Regions from separate parts of the Triticum aestivum genome. Here region 2 is linked to region 1. The links are chromatin contacts, called in public HiCAR-type maps. All regions are on one chromosome and are shown on one strand. The core of a region is the stretch at or near the end of the contact, and the rest is flanking DNA. Distances in the headings are between cores, read along the strand shown.

The links. HiCAR-type assays count read pairs that join an accessible place to other places.
Region 2: a contact with region 1 is called in a HiCAR-type map of leaf, with 5 times the contacts expected there. The contact joins the promoter of LOC123123663 here to the promoter of LOC123123662 in region 1. A contact is called at or near these places in 2 of 5 Hi-C or Micro-C datasets (leaf and an unstated tissue) and 1 of 1 datasets of contacts at active chromatin or transcription factors (leaf).

What each region holds. Positions count from the first base shown.
Region 1 is chr5D:542,250,092-542,252,820 of IWGSC CS RefSeq v2.1, reverse strand. It overlaps LOC123123662 (ferredoxin-3, chloroplastic), which reads right to left and starts at 1,318. Exons shown (of 2, transcript XM_044544221.1): 1 at 1,141-1,318.
Region 2 is chr5D:542,479,458-542,482,157 of IWGSC CS RefSeq v2.1, reverse strand. LOC123123663 (transcription factor PCF2) reads right to left here and starts at 1,411. Exons shown (of 1, transcript XM_044544222.1): 1 at 43-1,411. The coding sequence starts at 1,329. The coding sequence ends at 295.

The DNA of each region.
Region 1 (2,729 bases), core at 69-2,568:
ATGCCAACGGTATCTTTACCAACAAAGAGAAATGGGGACAGGCCATCCACTCCCTTGGTGAGAAGGCCATAATTACTTTTGGAGCAGTATGAGAAAGGCAGGCATTGCAACCCTGCTCTTCACTCGAAGCTCCAGGACACAGCACGCAAAACATGAACTGCTTAATAGAGCAAACAATTTCATGTTTGTCCAAACTCTAATAATAGGAGAAGAAAAACGTAAGAGGTCATGCTTATTGTGCGCCTATTGTGTCGGACTGCATCGTCCAACATGCTATCCAACACTAACACTGGAACATCACACACACACACACACACATTATTTGCGTGACAAACAGCGGGTTTTAAGACCAAACACGAGTCGGGATGCTGATATAAGCCAACGGTATGTTAACCAAGGAGGGAAAAGTGAGGACAAGCCAGCACCCCCCTCCAGTACAAGGCCGGAGTCACTCTCCGGAGCAATATGAGAAAGGCAAGCACTGCATCCCTGCCATTCACTCGAAGCTCCCGGACACACACACACACACAGGTAAATGAAGAGAAAACCAGCCTCCCTTCCTTTCCTACCAGGGCCGCCCGCCATGACCATCTACTCTAGTATCATCAAAATCCAAAACCCTGAGCGACGGCAAACAAATAATTCGTCGAATCGGGGCATGGGTAAACTGAAATGTTGGGTTTGTTCACCTACCTACATAGTACTACATACATACATACATACATATCTAAACCCAGACAGAATCCCCAAAACCTGCGTGCTCACGGCGACGACGACGAAAACCGGAGCGCGTGTTCCATTTCCACCCCACCCCCCACCCCTTTGTTCCCCGGATGGAGGGAGGAAACGACGAGATCCCCTGCCCGTCCCTGTTGAGGGCTCGGGCTGAGCATGCGACACGGGCGGACTTAACGAGGCGCGCGGGTGGGGTTGGAGATTCCGGGGGGATAACCAGGCCGCTACTCAACGCAAAGCAGAGCAGATCGGCGGCGAGCCGGGCGGAGATTCCGGCGCCCGTCCCGTCCCGTCCTGTCCCGGAGAACTGGCTGGGTAGGGTTCGCACGCCGCCGCCAGAAGGAAGTGAAACAAGAGGGGAAAAACAGAGAAGGAAGAGAACAGATCGGGACAGCTGCTTGCTACCTGTGGCGGCGGGCCGGCGAGGAGGGACGGGGCGGGGGCGGCGGCGGCGGCGGCGGCGGCGGCTTCCCTTGCCTCCTCCTCCTTGCGTGTGTTCTCTGTGTCTGTGGTGGGGGTGGGCGGCGGCGGCGGCCACCTTTTAATAGGCGGAATGGCGAGTGCCCTTGCCTGCCCTGGCAGCGGTCGCCGTTTTCTCGTTGAAAAAAAAACCCGGCAGAAAAGATGCGGACGAAATGACGGGTTTGCCCCCCGCGGCGGCTGCGAACGAACGAACCCGGGGGTGCGGCGCTGGGTCTGGTCTGGCCGGTTTCCAGTTTCGGCCCACATTCATTCATTCCTCCTCCAGGAAGGTTCTGGAGCCCCCCGGTAGGTACATCTTTTTTTTATTGGAAGAGTTTTAGTCACTCCACGTGCTTTGTTTTCTCCGTACGCCTGCATTTCATAGGTTCTTTTTATACCTGCGCTACGATTGCACACGAAAGAAATTTCTCGTCGGCTACAATCTCTCACCATGCATCTCGCAAAAACACTTTTGATATTTGCTTGTCTCGTCCTCGTTCTGGTTAGGGCTTGCCGCACTTTGTTGGTTGTATATATTACTGGGTGTATCTAGACAAATCTAAAACAACTAATTCGGGTCCACGGAGGGAGTATGTATGGTGAGCATGTTGTAGATGGACATGGGTGAAATTTCGTTTTCGTGGTTGTAACAGGGGGTCCTCACCTATGTAGATTACGGATAACCCGCACTAATGTCTCTCATGACTCCGCCTTATCTTAATGCTCCTTTAAGGAGGCGAGCGGGGTGGATACGCGGCCAACATCAAAAAAAACTTGGTGTTGTTTTTTGGTCGGATGCGAACTAATTGGCTGTTTTCGTGGGATTAGCAGGCCGCAGCTTGCATCCCTATGCCACCACTTATGTCGATGTGGGGGCGCAAACCGTTGTGGAAGCCTCTAACTCTACATTCCGATGTCGTTGTCCTTATGTTAAGCGATGTCTAGTTTGGTTCTAGTTGATTGTTTGCCTTTTATTCTTAAAGCCTCTTAACTCCAAACATTTCCTAATTTCGCAACCCCCCCTAAAAAAAGGCTTATAAATTTTGCTTGAAATCAAATGATGGAGAGTTTGACCAGGTTTATAGGGAAACCATCAATAACAACATTACAAAAATATCATGAGAATAATTTCTTTTGTATATAATGATACTAAATTGATGCCATAATTGTTGGCCATTTAACTTGAGAGAACATTTATAGGCCCTCCTTTTGGAGTCAGAGGGGGGAGTTGCCTGCCCGAGTACGGATTTGTCTCATTGTTTTTTTTAACTTCGGATTTATCTCATTGTTTATATGCATTTTATGCTTTCTCTTTTTTTGTTGCATGTTAAGCGTTTTGCAATTAATTTCAATGTTCAAAAATAGATGCATATGTTATGGTGAGTATAAACCCAAATGCTTTTGGTCATTAGAGTTTAGCTCTGGCCATGCTCAAATCCTGAATCTGTCACTTATCATAAGACTTCAATTTTTGCCAAATCTTTGTCACACTTGTGGCGGGCGTTTTGTTCTCCGCACTTTTTGGGGGCAAA
Region 2 (2,700 bases), core at 162-2,661, 230 kb before region 1:
AAAGTTTGAACTTTGAACAGGGTTTTACAACCCTGATGGAAATCATCAACAAAGCTCAATTTTTTCTCCATGTTTCGTGTTCTTATTGATTGAAGGTCAAGAATAATTAGGGACAACCAGCAATAGTCATGGTACCAGAAAAACACTCCGTAGGGGCAACAGTGGTATCATTACTGACTAATACATAATCGGAGAATAAATATTTCACTAGAATAGAACCTAAGGTTTCTTCTTTGGATTGACTTTTGGCTGCAGTGGAGCAGTGGAGTGCTTTCGTGGCTTTGCTCTGCTTCGTTAGTCTTCTGGGCTGGAGTCGGAGACTGGCTCGTCGTCATCATCGGCGTCGTCCTCCTCCGGGTGGTGGTCGCGGCGCTGCTGCTCGTGCGACTCGGCGCCGGTGAGATGATGGCTGAACTGCTGCTGGTGGTGGTCCGAGTTGGTGTTCTGGACCACGGTAGAAGCAGACTGCTGCTGTTGATGGTAGTCGGCGGCAACGTTGGGGAACACAGCTCCAGCCGGCATGGTCTGCGCGCCGGCGAGGTTGATGAGCTGTGGCGCGGACTGGAAGGCCCAGTACTGGGTGGGCTGGTTGGGGGCGCCGGCCGGCTGCGGGACCATCCACACGGCGGTGGCCTGCGGGATCATGTGGTTGGCTCCGGCGGCCCCAGCGGCGGACGGGACGGCGAAGACGGGGACGAGGCCCTGCTGACCGCCGATTGGAGCGAGGCCGCTGGCGACGGAAATGGCCGCGCTCCCGGCGCCGCCCTGCAGGAGAGGGTCGGCGAGGACGGAGTAGTAGGCGGCGGTGGGCGGCACGGTGGCGAGCGGTCCGGCGGCGCGCGTGGGCTGCAGCTTGCGGCGGCGCTTGGCGGAGGCCTCGTCGTCGACGACGGCGGAGGAGGCGGACTGGGTGGGGATCCGGAGCACGCCGTCGACGGTGGTGGCGATGGCGGGCACGGTGCCGGTGCCGGTGGCGGCGACGATGGCCGGCTCGGACTGCTGCAGCAGCCAGCGCACGGTCTCGCCGTCCGACTTGTGCCCTAGCTCGCGGGTGAGCTGGAAGATCCTGGCGGCGCAGGCGGCCGGCATGCGGATCCGGCGGCCGCGGCCCTCGACCTTGGTGTGCCGGTCCCGGTTCCTCGGCGGCGGCTTGCGCACCACCATCCCGCCCCCGCCGGCCCCGAAGAGCTCCACCGGCTCCGGCTTGGGCACCACCATGTACCCCCCGCGTACCGGCACCGGCACCATCGCCATCGCCCCCGGCTCAGCCACCCCGCCGGCGTTTGCTTCCCCCTCGCCCAGCGGCCTGTCCTGCCCCTCCGACTCCATCCCGGCCGGGCAAATTCCCCGGCGCGCCGCGGCTGGTGGTGTTTTCGCGTGTCGCGGGAGATGGTGGGGTGGGGTTGGGGTGGGGGTGGGTGGGGTGTTGTTACTTGGTGGTGGTCCTACCGCTGCCCGTGTGGTGTCACTCGGCGTGGGGCCACCGCCCATCCCGGGTCCCGGCGCTGGTGGTGGGGACCGGGTCCACCTTCCCCTCGCCGCGCTGTAGTGGGCCCGGGCCCCGCGGGCAGGCGCGCATTTGATCCTGATCCTGGCGGATCCGGGGGCCCGGGAGCGGCTGTCGTTTCCCCCCCCCTGCTCCTGCCCGTTGGGCCAGCCAGTCGGATCAGCCCCGGGCCCACCACGCCCATTGAGAAACCGCTGGCCCCACTGCCCACGGATGCGTGTGCGTGCGTGCGTACGGGTCAAATCCAGGCGAATAAAAGGGGTAATTAACGCGTGATTACGAGGTGGGCCCGCCTGATTAGGGTTTAATGGGGGTTGATGGCCTTAAGATCCGCGTCCGTGCACGTGACTGACCGCTCCCGCGCCTTTCGAAACCAAAATGCAAATGTAGCACTCGCTGGAATAAAAAGGCACCTTTCGGACGGGGTGGGGTGGGGCAGACGGCGCGTGTGGCGGGGGTGGCCCCGCTGGCGGTGGGTGGGGGTGGGACTGGCAGCTGGCCTGGCGTTGGTCCCAGCTGGACCGTAGCACGCCGACGGCGGGGACCACCCGCCCGTTACGGTGGAGATCTGGGCCCGCGTCTCCAGAGATACCACCGTGCGTGCGTCCACGCGCCTTTTCCTTCCGCTCGGCACTGGACGATGGGGTATTTTTTTTCTCGGAAATTATATGGGGCGAACGTCAGTTTTTTTGGCTTAACTTGTCACGAAGGGCTTTTGACAAATTCATAGGTTGATACAATGCTTAAGTCTATGCGGATTATGATGGCAATTGCTGCTTATTTCGATTACGAGATATGATAGATGAGCATCAAGACAACTTTCTTAAGTGGAAACTTCGAAAAGAATATATACATGACACAACCTAAAGGTTATGTCGATGCTAAGGATGTCGCTAAGGTGTGCAAGCTTCAAATGGCCATTTATGGTTTGAAGTAAGCATCAAGGAGTTGGAATATACGCTCTGATGAAGTTGTCAAAGGGTATGGCTTTATCAGGAATGGCGTGTCAACAAGAAGTTTAGTAGAAATTCAAAAGTATTTCTAATCTTATATCTGAACGACATATTGTTAATTGACAATGAAGTGAAATTTCCTAGTGCAATTAAAGAGTCATTGAAAAAGAGCTTTTCGATGAAAAACTTAGGTGAACAAGGGTATATACCTTGTAACTCTACAAGGTATATGTGACAGCC